Regions from separate parts of the Sus scrofa genome. Here region 1 is linked to region 2. The links are chromatin contacts, called in public promoter capture Hi-C maps. All regions are on one chromosome and are shown on one strand. The core of a region is the stretch at or near the end of the contact, and the rest is flanking DNA. Distances in the headings are between cores, read along the strand shown.

Region 1 (7,163 bases), core at 2,391-4,890, 110 kb after region 2:
GATTTAACCCAGGGTACAAAGTCCAAGTTCTTAGCCTATAACTGGGGAACCTGGAGCAAGTATAACTACCCCCCTCCCATCCCCGTCCAAGGCTAGAGGCTGAGATCCTGGGGCCTTGGACACATCTGGAAGACACTGGCCAGGAGCACTGGCCTGTGCATGGGGAAGGGGAGTGGGGTGAGGAGGACAAGGCAAAGAGGTCAAGGAGGGCCAGGAACCTACTCCACCTTGGGGTGGGGAGGAGGCCCTTGGCTATTCTGTCCCTAGGGCTGTCCCTGGAGAGGCCCTGCCCCCTAAGGAAAGGGAGGCCCCAGCCCGCTTCAGCAGAATGAGTCACTGTACCAGGCCAGGCTGAGGACGAGGGACCGTGGGAACCAGGCTGGTTCCTGCCAGAGGGGGAGTGGGGGGGCTGTGGGGCCTGAGGAATCCCACACCGCAGCCTGGAGGGATAGGCAGCCTGGAAAGGGCCAGGACGGCCCTTCCCACAGGCTTTTCCCTCTGGGAGCAGGGACTGAGCCCCACTCACCTCCCCAGGCTCTCAGACCCCAGAAACAAAGCCTGTGCCCTCAGGCTGTGATGTCCTAACCACAGTGCTGGGGGCCACCCCAACCAGGCCGGCCCCTGCGGTTGGCAGAGGCTCCTGGGCCCGTCTGCCTGCTCACCCACTGTGACCTTTACCATCAGGGCAGCCGGCCAGCCGGGCGGTGGGCAGCATGGGGACCCAGCTGCAAGCAAAGGAATCTGCGTTTTCTCAAAGCCCCAGTGTTGGGCACACCCACAGGGGAATAATTAACCTCATGAGCTTGCCAGGGCCTGAGGATCACGGAGAAGGGATGGGGCAGGGCTACAGGGGGCCTGGCCCCAAGGAGGAGAAGGCTGAGTTCTGCGTTTTGAGAAGTTAAGGCTTCCCCCGGGAGTGGCCAGGTCTCCTCACAGACTCAGTGCGGAAAAGGCACAGGGACACCTCCCAGGACCCCCTGAAGAAGTGACCCCTCCTTGATGGGCTTCCTTGAGTGGAACCACACAAAGTTCCCCCTTGTACTGGGCCCCTGTGTCATGTCCCCCCAAGAGACATCAATCCCCCAACCTGGCTCACTAGTCACTGCCCAGCCCAGCCCAAGCCCCAGCTGCTGTGGTCCTACCACTGGTCCTCCCTGTCCCCTCCCGCACTCCGGTGCTGCATGCAGTCTGCTCACCTCTCTCCACTCTCCCGAGGCCAGCACCTTTTGACCCAGCCACTGGGACTCCTCTAACACACACCCTGAGCTGTGAGGCAGCAAGGGCTGGGCAGCATTAAGAACACAGATGCTGGGGCCAGACAGCCCAGATTCAAATCCTGCCTCTGCTGCTTCCTAGCTGTGTGATCTTGAACAAGTTCCTTAAACTCTGTGCCTCAGTTTTTTTATCTGTAAAATGGGGATGAGAACAAAGTATATCTTCATGTTACTGTTAAAAACCTAGAGTTAGGCCATGGGGTATGTATCCCACAACTGCTCCTGCCTTCCCCACTAGCCCCCATGCCTGGTGCAAGTGTAACACTCAGTAAATTGTGTTGAATGAGTGAATAAAAGTTGGCCTCAGGAACACACCTCTTTGCCAACCAGTGGCCCCCTGAAGAGTGCCTATTGGTTCCCAAATGCCTGTGTCCCTTGCCACATATCCCACTGTGCACCTAGGCCCACCCTGTTGCACCAGTGTCCCTGCTGCACGTACCTTGCAACTGCAGGGCCATGCTCCACACCTGCCTGCCTCCCTGCACACCTGCCACACCCGTGCACACATCTGCCAACTCCCAAAGGCAGCCCTGATGGGCTCACAGAGCTGGCCCAGAACACATATTTGATCAGACACTGCACTCACTTGCTGTGCCTTCAGCTTCAGCCCTGAAACACCTGTGACCACCAGCGGGCTGCGCACAGTTGGCTCTCTCTCCAGCGCCCACCTGGAGACCAAGACCACTCCCACACACCTAGATATGCGTACCTGTAATTCAGCAGGCAACTTAAGTGCCCCATGCTCACACCTGAGCCATATTCACACTAAGTCCCCCCACCACTTCGGCTAACACCTGCATCCCCGCCTATATCCTGTCGAGTATACCTGGGTCCCCGCAAATGCATTTGTGGCCCAGAGTACACACTCGGGTCCCCGTACACGCATATCTGGGTTGCATCACGGTCACACCTTGCCCAGTTACACAACTTGCCCAGTTACTGTACGCTCTCCCTCGATGGTCCCTCGCACCCTCGCACCCCGGCGGCCCGGGCGTACCTGGATGTTGAGCTTGCGCTCACAGGCTGGCCCGGTGCCCTGCACCACGCTGTCGAGCACCGCCACCACGTCGGGTGCGGGGTCCACGAAGCAGGCGTTGCGTGCGGCGCGGATTGCGGCTTGCACGTCGGCGAAGCGGAAGGCACAGAGCGCCGCAGGAGCTGTACGGGCCGCCAGGGCTCCCTGCGGCCGCTCGAAGACCGCAAAGAGCCTCTCTCGCGCGGGAAAGACCGATACCAGGCGGCTGTAGAGATCGCCGCGGCCCGCGCCGCCCGCGCACTGCAAGCCTAGCTGGATGTAGGACTCAGTGAGCTTCTTGGCGTCGCCGCCGGCGCCGCGGGGCAGGCAGATGCGCGCCAGCAGGCTCCGCGCCTGGCTCTCCTTGTCGCCCGCGCGCGCCTCGCTGTTGAGCGCCAGATACGCGTAGGTCTGGGCTCCCGGCTGCGGGTCCGGAGGATGCAGGAAGGCGCGCACGAAGCCCAGCTTGTGCTGCTCCTTGGCGCTCTGCTTGATCTTGAGAATGTTGTCGTCGGAGGGATTGAGGTCGAAAGTGAAGAGCTTGGCTAGGTCGCCGCGCGCATCCAGGGAGCGGATGGAGATTTCGGGCGTGTTCTCGAAGCGGTGGTCCTCCAGGCTGGAGTTGCGCGGGAAGAAGGCGCTGCCGTAGCCCGTGTACGTGGCGCCCACGAGCAGGCGACTGCCCCCGGTGCCGGCGGCCGGCGGCAGGACCAGCCCCACGGTGGACGCGTTTGGGTGGTTGGCCGCCACGTTCAGCATGCTGGGGAACACCGTGACGGGCTGGGCGGGCGGCGCGGCGGGCGGGAAGTGCACCGCCACCGCCGAGATGTTGCCCCGCCGCCGCAGCTGGCAGAAGCCCTGGTAGATGGAACCGCACACGACCACCAGGCCCTGGCCCGGGTCCAGCTGCAGGATTTTGTTGTAGTTGTCAGTGAGGCGCCGCGGGTGCTCGCACGAGGCCTGAGGCAGCTGCGGGGCGTGACACAACGGGCTGTCCGCCACTGGGCCCACGGCCGCCTCGGCCTCCAGGCTCAGGTTAGCGCCCGACAGCTGGTAGAGGCGGTTGACGGCCGCCAGGTACACCGTCCCCGCCGCGCCGTCCAGGGCGAAGTTGTTGGTGGGCGTGGGCGAGGGGAACCGGCGCTGGATCTCCAGAGCGTCGATCCGCGCCGCCCCCAGGAACAGCAGAAGCAGAAGCGGACACGACGGGGCCGGGAATGGCGGGCGCCGCGGCAGGGGGCTGGCCGCGGCGGCCCGGGCGCTAAGGGGTGCGCCGCCCGCGGCGCGACGAGCCATCCGGGCGTGCGCGGGCTGCGCGGCGCGGCGAGTGCATGGGGCGCGGCGCGGCCGGGAGCCGGGAGTCCGGAGGCGGCAGGAGGCGGGGGGCGGGCCCGGGCCGCGAGGCGCTTCCTGCCCGCGCCAGCCGCCCCCGGCCCCGGCGCCCCGGCCGGGCTCAGCAGCTCAGCGCAACCCGGGGGCGGGACGGGGGCGGCTCCGCTGCGGACACGCCCTCGCGCCCCGCCCCCGCCGCGCCCCGCCCGGCCGCGCCCCGCCTCCTGGGCCCCCTCCCGCCCGGGGCCCACCTCCCCTGGCGTCCCGGGCCTCAGCCCCCGGCTGCCACCCTGCCCTCCGGCTGCCGGGCCCCCGCTCGGCTGTCGGTGTGTCCCGCCGCCCCGTGCCCTCCAGGACCTTCCCGCGCGGCGACCGCGGCCCAGGGCTCCCTTCCCGGTGCTGCCTCCGCCTCCGTCGCTGGTTGCTTTAGTTCCTTCTCCCTCTTGGCTGTTTGGCCTGTCTCTCGGGCTTGTTTTATTTTTTCCTTCCTTTTTTCTGCCGTCTCTGTCTCTCTTCCCTTCTCGATGTCTGTCTCTCAGTGTCTCCCTGTCTCTGTGCTCCCCCTCCACCCCCACCCCCCCGACTCCTTGCGTGTTGTCGCTCCTTGTCTCAGTCTCTGCTTGTCTTTCGCTCTCCGTGTTACGTCGCCCCCACCCCCACTTTCTCCCCTGTATCCTCTCTCCCTTCTCTCCGTTTTTCTGTGCCTGGTTCTCCTCCCACCTCCCCTACCCCGGTCCCCTCGGCCAGTCTCTGTCTCCCTCCCTCTCTTTCTCTCCATCCCTCTACCCGCTCTGTCCACCCTCCTCTCTGGCGCCCTCCCCCTCTCTCTCCTCACTCTCCACTCCCTTTCACAGGCACCCCCAGGGGCAGCTGGGGAGGGGGCACCACCCCATTCAATCCCATGATCTGTCCTTCAAACCCCAGCCCCAAAAGAGGTTGGACAGGTGACAGGGACAAAGGGACCAGAGCTCCAGGGTCAGACATGAAACAGGGAACGTGGAGAGGAACTGTTTCAGGCCTGTGCCAACCGGGGGGCCACCCAGAGTAAGATGTCAGTCCTGGAGGATGATGGCCCTAGGACGCCCACAGTTGCCTCCTCTGGAGACCAAGCTGCCCTCCCACTCACTTTATTTGGGACTCTGGAAGGATCTAAAATCCTCCCAGATTTAGTGGAAGATCAGCCACAGGTGAGCTGGCACTGGGCCTACTTCTCCTTTCACCTGGGAGGAGCAGGTGAGCACTTGGGGCCCAGGCAGGCAGTGATGACTACAGGGCCATAGAGCCTGCATCAGGAGTATGCATGGCCTTGGCCACAGTGGGTGCCAAGGTGCAGTTCGCCCCCTGCCAGGCACTCTGCCAAGCCCTTCACCCACACAGCCACCTTCTGAGGCTGGTACTATTATAGTCCCACCTTATAGATGCAGAGCCTGAGGCCCCAGAGGTGAAGGGACTGGCCCAAGAGGCACAGCGCTTAAGGAGCAGAACTATGACCTTTGAAAGCCCAAGTCAGCCAGCTCCAAACATCCACCCCCCTCAACTTTCCTCCGGCCCCAGGCCAGCTCCAGGCTCTCAAAATGGGGGACTCCCACATGGTGGGTGCACATGGTACCTGTGGTCCCGGCTCTGAGGGTGGCACGGCCTCCCTCACCTGGCCAGGAAGGAAGACAGGGGGTTTCTCTGGGCCCCGGGGGGTAGGCAGGGAAGCCCAGGCCTAGAGCTGGCCCCCACTTCCCCAACACCTTTGCCTTCCTGCCATCAGCATCTGCCCATCACGCCTGCCTTTTTCCAACCCCTCTGTCGGTCTGGCCACTGCTTTGCTAGCCAGGAGTATTTAACACGGGAAATCAGAGGTTCTGCTTCTGGGGCCCCATCCCCCACCCCTGAGGCCCAAGGCCACTCAGGGGACAGCTCAATGGAACTAATGCCCCCACCTCCACCTCTGGGTGAAGCGCACTCATGTGCCACCCGTGGATTGGGACCAGGAGCCCCTCAGGAACGCAGGCAGCTGCCTCAATGCCCCTCGCCCCACCCTCCCTGGAGCTCTCCCCAGCATCCCTCTATCTCCTTCTCCATCTTTTTCTCATCTTTCTCCAGCCTTCCCCACCCCATCTCTGGTTTTGTCTGTCTTCTTGCTCCTCCTGGTTTCTCTCTTTGTCTCTCTCTCCCAGTCTCTCCCCCACCCTTTCACTCTGTCTGTCTCTTTGTGTGTGTGTCTCTCTCTCAGCGTCTCTGCCTCTGTCTCCCTCCCTGTCTCCCCCTCTCTCCCTCCCAGCTTCCTTCCTGTCTCCCGGGCTCCTCTAGCCGCATCCTGCAGCTCCCCCCACTGAGCCTTGAGGATAATGCTCTGTGTGGTCGAGGCTCAGTCTGGCACACAGCAAATGGTTCCAGTTCCGGGCACGTTGGACACAAACTACCTGCCAAGCTGAGCACAGGGACTCAGAGCCGCCTGGAGCTGGGGGTATGCAGGACCACGTTAGCTGCAGAAGGCAGAGCAGGATCCAAGTGTCCCTGTGTAAGCTGGAGGCGGAAGTGCTGTGTAGCCTATGGCTAGACACTTGCCCTTTCTGAGCCTCAGTTTCCTTGTCTGTAAAATGAAAACAATCATGGTAGCACACCAGGCCCTGAGAGGTTGATGTGAAGCATGGAACATAGCAGAAAGCACAGTGCTGGGCAAATGCTTTTCCCCTTACACTGAGCCAGGGCCCATTAGGGCCCATGGCAACTGGCAGAGCCACCGTCTACCCAGGGCAAACTACTAGGCTGAGCACTGCCCTGCACAATTTCACGCCAGCATCACAGCCAGCTGACAAGGCAGGCAAGGGTCACTGAACCCGTTTCACAGGTGGAGAAACCCAGGGGCATTACCAAGGTGAGGATTTGAACCTGGATCTATCTTCAGATCCTATGCTTGCTCCCCTCTGCCCATTAGTTGGGAGATCCCCCAGGCCAGGATGGGTCATGGTGGTGGCCATACTGTACCCCTGGCCAGGCAGAGAGTGCTGATAACTGTGGGCTGAGTGAATGAAGGAAGGAATGAATGAAGGAAAGAACACACATCTCCCCCAACCTTGCTAAGAGGCAGTGGGGTGTCCTAACAGAAGGGATTCAGAGGGAACCAGGGGGAGGTGGATGGCACCCAGGAAGGCGGGGGAGGTGGCACGGCACATCAACTCACTTTGAATCGACTAACCCAGGTTAACCAACCCCTGCGTGACTGCCAGCTAACCCTGGTTCACCCTCTGATTCAGGCCCTTTTCAGTCTTTGCTCTTCTGATTATATCAAGGAGAAGGTCTTTGTTTGGCGCTAGTGTGTCTTTAAGGCCTCTCTAACATTTGTCATTGTCCATTTTTAATAGACCATCTCAGGCTCAGCATTCTAGAATTTACTTATAGATCCTTGTTTTCTTGATAATATTTACAGTTATTTTTCTGGTTTTGGCAAGTGAGACTGGCTTTCCAAGCACAATAATGATATAAAGCTTGCTTGATAAATGCACTTATCAAAGTTTTTAAAACCTGAGTTAATTTAAAGACAAATATGG
Region 2 (7,314 bases), core at 3,047-5,546:
GGGCAGCATGCAGCATCCTCACTCTGCAGTTGTTTCCTTGGAAGAGCGTACACGGAAGCAGCCATAAGGAATTTCCATTAAACAAAGTTTGCATCTCTTTTGATCTTCACTCATCTGGAAAAAAAAAAAAAAATCTGCTTTTGTTGTTAAGCGTTCCCACCAGAAACCCAGGTGAGAGACACAACAGCCCAGGAGCCAGGCTTAGGTTCCAGTAGGAAGGCCCAGGGGCTTCACTGGAAATAGCAACACCTAACCTTTGTAAAGGCTGCTTCCTGTCACGGCTGCAGAGGCCATTTCCTGTGCTTCTAATTTTTCCAGGAGAGGAAGAAGCGGGGAGAGACCAACAATGACCTGTTTCTGGCAGATGTGTTTTCCTACCAGGGGAAGTTCCACGAGGCCGCCAAACTGTATAAGAGGAGCGGGCATGAGAGCCTCGCACTCGACATGTACACGGACCTGCGCATGTTTGAGTATGCCAAGGTAACCCAGCCACAGCCCGTCACTGCTGCGCCGTCCCGCCATCTATGCCCAGAGGTGGTACGGAGGGATGATGCCCGTGGCCTCGGAAAGGGTGTGGGCACATTGGTAGACCGAGGACCCAATGGCAGCCACTGATTAGAGCTGACCTAATATTGACCTTTAAGGCTGACACCAAAAGGGACAGGGTATGACGGTTCAGACCTTAGTGACAGAGCTGGATAGGCTGTGAGTCCTAGCCAGTGTAGTCCCTTTGTTAAAGGTTTGGGGTTCAGGGCTTCAGGGATGTCTCCCACAAATTCTCTCAGAGCCTCGTTATAGGCCACCAAGAGCCTGTGCGCTCATGGTTCTGCTGTCATCATACAGGGCACCGGGTTCCCTGCAGCCAGCTTCCTGAGCTCTTGCTCTGGCTGGCACTGGGCTTTGTGCTGTGACGGTCCCTGCCTTCCAGTGTGAGCGTGGTGTGCCCCATTGCTGCATGGGCAGTGAGGAGATGGCCTCTGTGTTAGGGGGCCCCTGTTAAAGTTAGTCTCCAACAGGTCTGGGCCTTTAAAGGTATGTGAGGGAGGAGTCCCCTGGTGGCGCAGTGGGTTAAGGATCAGCATTGTCTCTGCTGTGGCTCAGGTTGCTGCTGTGGCACGGGTTTGATCCCCAGCCCAGGAACTTCTGCATGCCACAGGTATAGCCAAGTAAAAAATAAAAAATGTACATGAAGGAGGTCTTCCTGGAGGAGCAGCTCCCGATGGCTTGTGTGAGAATGAGCCTCCCTGAGGAGCCCAGACCATCGGGACACATGTCCCAGCAGTGTAGCCCAGCACAAGGTGAGAAGCGGAGTGGGCACGTGGGGTGGCCAGGTTCTTCCTTCCAGGTGGTGCCTTTGTTGACCTGCCTCCCAGAGGCTTGAGAATGTGAAGTGAGTCATCAACCTCAACCAGTTAGAGGCTGTTAATGGTAATGAACTAGCTCACAAGCTCAGGATGGGAAATCCTCCCCGCTTTTTTCTACTTTTCTCTTCCTAAAGATGGCTGTGCTCTTTTATCTTCTACCATCTCTGAGGTCCTGGGTCGCTAAGATGTGGCCCAGGCTGGTCACCTGTGCCTGGCTAAGCCCCTGCCCCCCCCATCTGTTCCTTGACTCCATCCCTCAGATCCAGGGACTTTGGGTGTCCCCCTTTTGCCCTCTTCAGTTTTTGTTACCTGCCCACCAATGTAGCAATGTGTTCACATGGAGAATACCTTAAAAACAGCATTAAAACCAAGGACGAAAGCTTGAACTAAAGGATTGAATCCCTGGGGGTAGGATTTAGGCATTTGGAATAGCTGGTTGTGGTTGTTCTTCAGGACTAACAGCTCCTGGAACCTCTGAGAAGTCCCAGTGGGCAGCTGTGGCACAGGAGATAGCACTCTGCGGTACTGTCCAGAGAGTGGGCGCGAGTCCTGGCCACCCTGTGGGTGACCTGGGGAAAAAGGCTCTTCACTTTGCTGAGCCTCCATTTCCTTCTCAGAGGGTAACCTAGCCCAGCTCAGCTTAGTTCTGAGAATTGCACAAAGTACTGAAGGAAGAAGCCCTTTACAAAGGCTGCGCAGTAGAATGGACAGGAGAATGAGTGGGGCCAGGCATGGCGGTCCTTCAGACCTCCCTGGGCGGCCCGCCTGGCACCTCCGGTGGGCTTCGTGCACCTGCAGCCCCACCCAGGAAGGCACCCCATTTACACAGTCTATCTGGTCTGCCTCTCCATGGAGGTAAACACGCTGGGGGTGTTTTTGGTTTCAGTGTTTGATCACAATTCCAAGTAGGTTGGTTCTGTTTCAATCCCCTCATAGTCTGAGTTTGAGAAAATGTGTACATACACATTATGGTGGGGCTGGGGGTGGGGAGATACAGTGCTTATTAACATGGCATGTTTTTGTTTACTTGAAAATTGCTTCCCAAGATTCAATCTGGTTTTCGGAAAATTTTTAAATTACATTCCCACGTACAAATAAATTGTACGCTTTCCGGATAAGTGACATGTTTATATGGTGATAAAGGGAATTATAATGCTCTTAACTCTTATGTAGTATGTCCTTATCAAAATCACCAAGCATGAGAACATTGTTTAGTCTCATTCATCACTCGGCACGGCCTCTTTCTGTCCACTCCAGGACAGAGTCTTTGCCCTGGCCCCAGATAACGTATAAATTAGCTTCATGGAACCAAAGAACCTTTGGAAACCCAGTTTGTTGAGCCTTGAAGGACCATTTAGACTCTGCTTCAATTAGGCTAGAGCTCTGGGGCTGGAGGAAGCTTAAGCCTGTGGGCTCTGTGCCTGGCTGATCTCCTTACCAAGGACCCTTGACCTTTCTCACCACAGGCACCCCGGGTCCACTGAGCACTCACTGTGATGTCTGTCTTCTCCAGCTGCCCTGCCGCTAAGGAGCACAGGTGGTTCTGTGCTCCTCACTTAACCAACCAGGTTAGCAGGGCCTCTGGTTTCTTGTTGGAATAAAGAGTACACTCTGCAGCTCCCAAGAGTAAAGGCTATGTCTGTAATGGCCTAAACCAGCCATCTCTAGATGGTCAGCAGCTGCCTTCCAAGCCCTTGCTCTCCCGTGTGTGTGCTCTGCAGAGCCCACAGGCCAGCAAGGTGGGCCTGCCTTTTATTGGACTCTCATCATCAGGGTCTTGATGCACCTTCCACCCCTGGAAAGAATTGGTTGTCTTAGGCCAATCTAATATGTTACTTTAGGAGCTGCACAATTACCCTGAAAGCAAATGGAAAAAGAGAGAGATAATTGTTCAAGTGGGTTTTTAGCATACATTGACTGCTTTTCTGACAAGCAAGTGCTCATCACGGGGAAAGGAGTGCTTTTTTGTGCTTTCTGAGCTCGACATGGTGCAGCCTCTACAGGATACATTATTCTGAGACAAACCACTTCTTAGGAGGAATGCAGAGCTGGTCTCTAAGCACCTCCAGTTTCCCTTTTGAAAAGCCCCACCTTAAAAATTGTCAGCACCAAAGCTGCCTCAACTATGGTGACCCCCCACACAAAGATTGTGGGTAACTGTATCCTGCCTGAAAAGAGGTGATTTTTGGAAGTGATTTCTGATGCATTCTAGGGCTACTTCAGAGAAGCAGCCAGGGCCCTTCAGATGCCCTCTTGTGCCTATGGCCTGACCCCTGAGCCTCCAGATCCACAGGCTTCTTTTCCTCCACACCCCCTCTCCACATCCCTTCCCCTGCCTGAGCTCCTGCATGCCTCCTGCAGACCTGACCTCAGGACAGGGTCTGATACTATCTGGTTGAGAAGTAATTAATCAAAACCACCTGTGCTCCTTATTGGCCCTGGGCAAAGCCAAGGGGACATGGCCCTAAGTTCAAGCAGCAGAATGTGAACAGAGTCAGAAAGCAGAACCAGTAATACTTGCAGTGTGGTGGCGGCTGAGGACTCTTCTAGACTGTAAACCATTTTATCTGTATAAGATTGGGGGACCTCATACTCAGCCTCACTCAGAAGCATGTGGTGTCATCCTTGCTTTCTGAATAAAGATTTTAGGTCTGAGTATTCAAGATTGGGTAAAGTCAATATATGGGAATAGTCATATATACATCAGACTCTGTATGAGGCAGAAACAAGTACCCTGATCATAAACCTTCCATACTGTGGACTTTCTGTACAGTACTCCAAAAAGTCTGGAAAGTGTTGTTTAGCTGAGGCACAAATGTCCATTAGTGGGAAGGGCAGGAAACATTGAGGGCCATAGTCCTTGACACTGTCTGAGTGCCCCCAGGAGCACCTGTGAGGCGGCCTGGGCGCCTCCTCCCTTGGCACCTGGACCTCCCTCCTGTCTGCCCCACGGGACCAGCTCATGCCTATATCCTGACTGCCTGCTGCAGCCAAACGGTCCCTTCCTTGCTCCAGCATTCAGCAGCCTGACGTCATGCTGGAGCAGGAAGTTCTAATCTGGAGTGTTTTTGTTTGTTGTGCTTCCTCAGGATTTCCTTGGATCTGGAGACCCCAAAGAAACAAGGATGCTGATCACCAAACAGGCCGACTGGGCCAGAAATATCAATGAGCCCAAAGCTGCTGTGGAGATGTACATCTCAGCAGGCGAGCACAGCAAGGCCATAGAGATCAGCGGTGACCATGGCTGGGTGGATACGTAGGTTTTCAGTCCCTTCCCCGAGAACATTTGGCAGCATGTCATGTCACATCAGCTCTTGGTTTTGCCTGACAAGGGAAAAAGTAGTGTTTCTCTAAATATCTAATCCAAAGTTGATAGTGATCAGCTTTGGGGAGACACAGAGATTGAATGAGGCAGTCGCTGCCTTTGAGAAGCTCAGCGAGGCTCTGGGGGAAAGGGTGGCAGGGAGGGGTGGGCGAGCACCCCAGGCCTGGGGCTGCCATTCCCTGAATCCTCCTCATGAGCACCTTGGTTCCCCTCTCACACCCTCAGCCTTGGTGTTTTCATGCCCACCTTGCAATGAGGAAACCGCGGCTCAAGGACTGAGTGATCACACAAGGCTAGACAGCAGGGAGTTGGTGGAGCAGAGCTCCAGACTGATCTCAGTGCCTATGACCTGTATAATGGTAGGACTTGCAAAGAGCAAGAAAAGTCCTAAGCATGCCAGGGAGGGGCATAGCCATTCTCAAGGGAGGAACCTCGGGCGTCTTCTCCTGGGAAGTGGTTTTTGCGTGAAGCGCCTTGGACGGATTTCAGGAGGTAGAGATGGTGGGAAGGGAAGGATGTGCAGAAGAAATAGCACAAGTTGGCCAAATTTGGGTAAGGGGTCCAGAAGAGGGCAGGTAGAGGATGCTGACTGTGGGCAGGGGCATCCGGGCTGGCCTCACAGGGCACCAGGGGCTCTTGGGTGCCAAGTGGAGGCACTTAGATTTGTCATTTGGGGGTGGGGACCCCTGGTTGGGGCCGTGCTGTCGGAAGCCCATTCCGGTAGCAGGTAGAAGGGAGGGAAAACTCGAGGAGGGAGACCAGTGCAGAGGACCAGGGGTTAGTGGGACAGCTGAGGGAACAGGAGGGACGTGGGGGAGCTGGACTGATGGGACCTGATGTGGGGGGTGGGGGCTCTCAGGGCAGCACTGGCAGCTGATTCTGAGCTCTGGGCCTGTTGGCTGGTGATGCCACTCGCTGAGACAGAAAACAGCACTGGGGCGGGGCTATGGGACAGAGGTGGATTCCAACTTAGGACTCTCAGAGCATCAGACCTTCTAGAGGGAGGGCTTTCCCCTCCCACTGTCAGGGAGAGTGGGCTTCGTGTTCACCTGTGTATGCATGTGCGTGTGTGTGCACAGTGCCAGCTGCCACGGCTGCAAAGAAGAGGTAAGGGAGCGGCCCTTGAGCTTGGCTCAGTCTGAGTCCTGAAGGTTGCTGGTTGTTGTGGAAACCACACTGTTGTCCCCAGGTGGTTACAGCTCAGGATTCAGGAGGGAGGGGGCTAGTTGAGGACTACATCGCCCTGAACCCCACCTTGTGCTTGGTGTGACCCCTCACAAAGGGACCTACTACCCCATCTGTCTCTTGTCCAAAAATAACGTTTCTTGAAGATAAAGGTGCAGATTTTGCCCTTGCAAATTATTGCTTTTGTGGAAGGGGTGCTATGGGAGAAAACCAGGCAGATTTAGGGCCCCTGTTCAACCCTCTAGTTTTTCACATCACTTCCATTTGTAGCTGATATGTATCTGGTTACCCTGGGGACACTTAACTAGTTCAGAAAAGAGACTTTAAGCATGTTCTATCCTTTTTCCAGGTCTGGATGGAAAAGGTGCCTTTCCTCCAGAGACATGTGGTTTAATGGGTGGGGCTGGGGGGGTTCTAAGGGTTCCTGTGCCACCTTTCCCTAAAAATGTGTCCTTTCTCTGCCGAAAAGTGTTATTTTTAGCCGCCATTATTATTCTAAGTACAGATTGACAGGCCTCCCTGAGCCTGCCTGTCTCTGAGACGGGGATCTGTTACAGCTGCTTCCCCTTCTTTTCTCACAAAGAGCAAGCTGGGTAGAACCCCCTTCCCCTGGGAGAGCTGGTTTTGCTCCAGCCTGGTCTGACCAGAGGAAATAAGCACTTTCCATCCAGCCCCCATGTCCCCATGAGCTGTGGAGGAGCTGGTGCCCACTGGGGAGAAGAGGTGAACCCGTGGTCCCTATGGCCCCTCACCCATGGTCAGCACCTTTCCTCCAGAGCTCAGAGCAGAACCCGCACATGCCTCTTCCTGTGGAGGTGCTGTCACTGAAGGCTTTATACACCTCTGCCTGTGCTTTCCTATAAGAATTCCTGAAATGGTGGTGGAAAGGGCTGTGTGCTACTTGCTGGCCACACAGTCTTGGGTGGGCCACTACCCTCTCACTCTAGCCTTGGTTTTCTCTTCTGTAAACTGGGAATGCTAGCTCCACTCCTAAAAGTGGTGAAGGGTCAGTGAGATCACACAGGTGAAGACTCATGGTGCTCAGCTTAAGGCCTTTAGCTGATCGGCAGATGTTTATTTCTAGCCCCAGATCTTGCTGGATAGGTTCGTGATTCCTGTGAAAGGCATGAGAGCAGGAGATGGTATCCTTCACAGGCAGCATTTCTGGATTATGTGTTCACTCAAAACCTCCTATCGAGCATCAAGAGCCATGGCACTGTGCCATGCCCTGGGGCCACCAGCAGAAATCGACACCTAGCCTGCTCTTAGGAAGACCCAGATGTCCCCTGCACCCCTTCTAGGAGCTCATCTCCTCCCACGTTCTCGCCACTGCAGGCTCATCGACATTGCCCGGAAGCTGGACAAGGCGGAGCGGGAGCCCCTGCTGATGTGCGCTCACTACTTCAAGAAGCTGGACAACCCTGGCTATGCTGCTGAGAC

Evidence for each region. Promoter capture Hi-C pulls out the DNA fragments that hold promoters and counts their contacts.
Region 1: a contact with region 2 is called in a promoter capture Hi-C map of liver, with 8 times the contacts expected there. The contact joins the promoter of PLXND1 here to the enhancer-like site in region 2. A contact is called at or near these places in 4 of 5 promoter capture datasets (fetal liver, fetal skeletal muscle and liver), 14 of 47 Hi-C or Micro-C datasets (adipose tissue, blood, embryonic fibroblasts and 7 more) and 2 of 2 datasets of contacts at active chromatin or transcription factors (alveolar macrophages and skeletal muscle).

Annotation. Positions count from the first base shown.
Region 1 is chr13:68,992,985-69,000,147 of Sscrofa11.1, forward strand. PLXND1 (plexin-D1) reads right to left here and starts at 3,641. Exons shown (of 35, transcript XM_021069364.1): 1 at 2,272-3,641. The coding sequence starts at 3,585.
Region 2 is chr13:68,880,430-68,887,743 of Sscrofa11.1, forward strand. IFT122 (intraflagellar transport protein 122 homolog) reads left to right here. Exons shown (of 30, transcript XM_021069363.1): 17 at 319-480; 18 at 4,454-4,620; 19 at 7,210-7,314. Among named protein-coding and RNA genes, the nearest start is that of RHO, 24 kb to the right of the region's middle. Within about 2 kb of position 4,297, at least 9 of the 83 cell types and tissues checked have an H3K27ac peak or open chromatin away from gene starts, as enhancers often do. A contact at or near this core is called in adipose tissue, liver, skeletal muscle and 1 more, where this site is marked.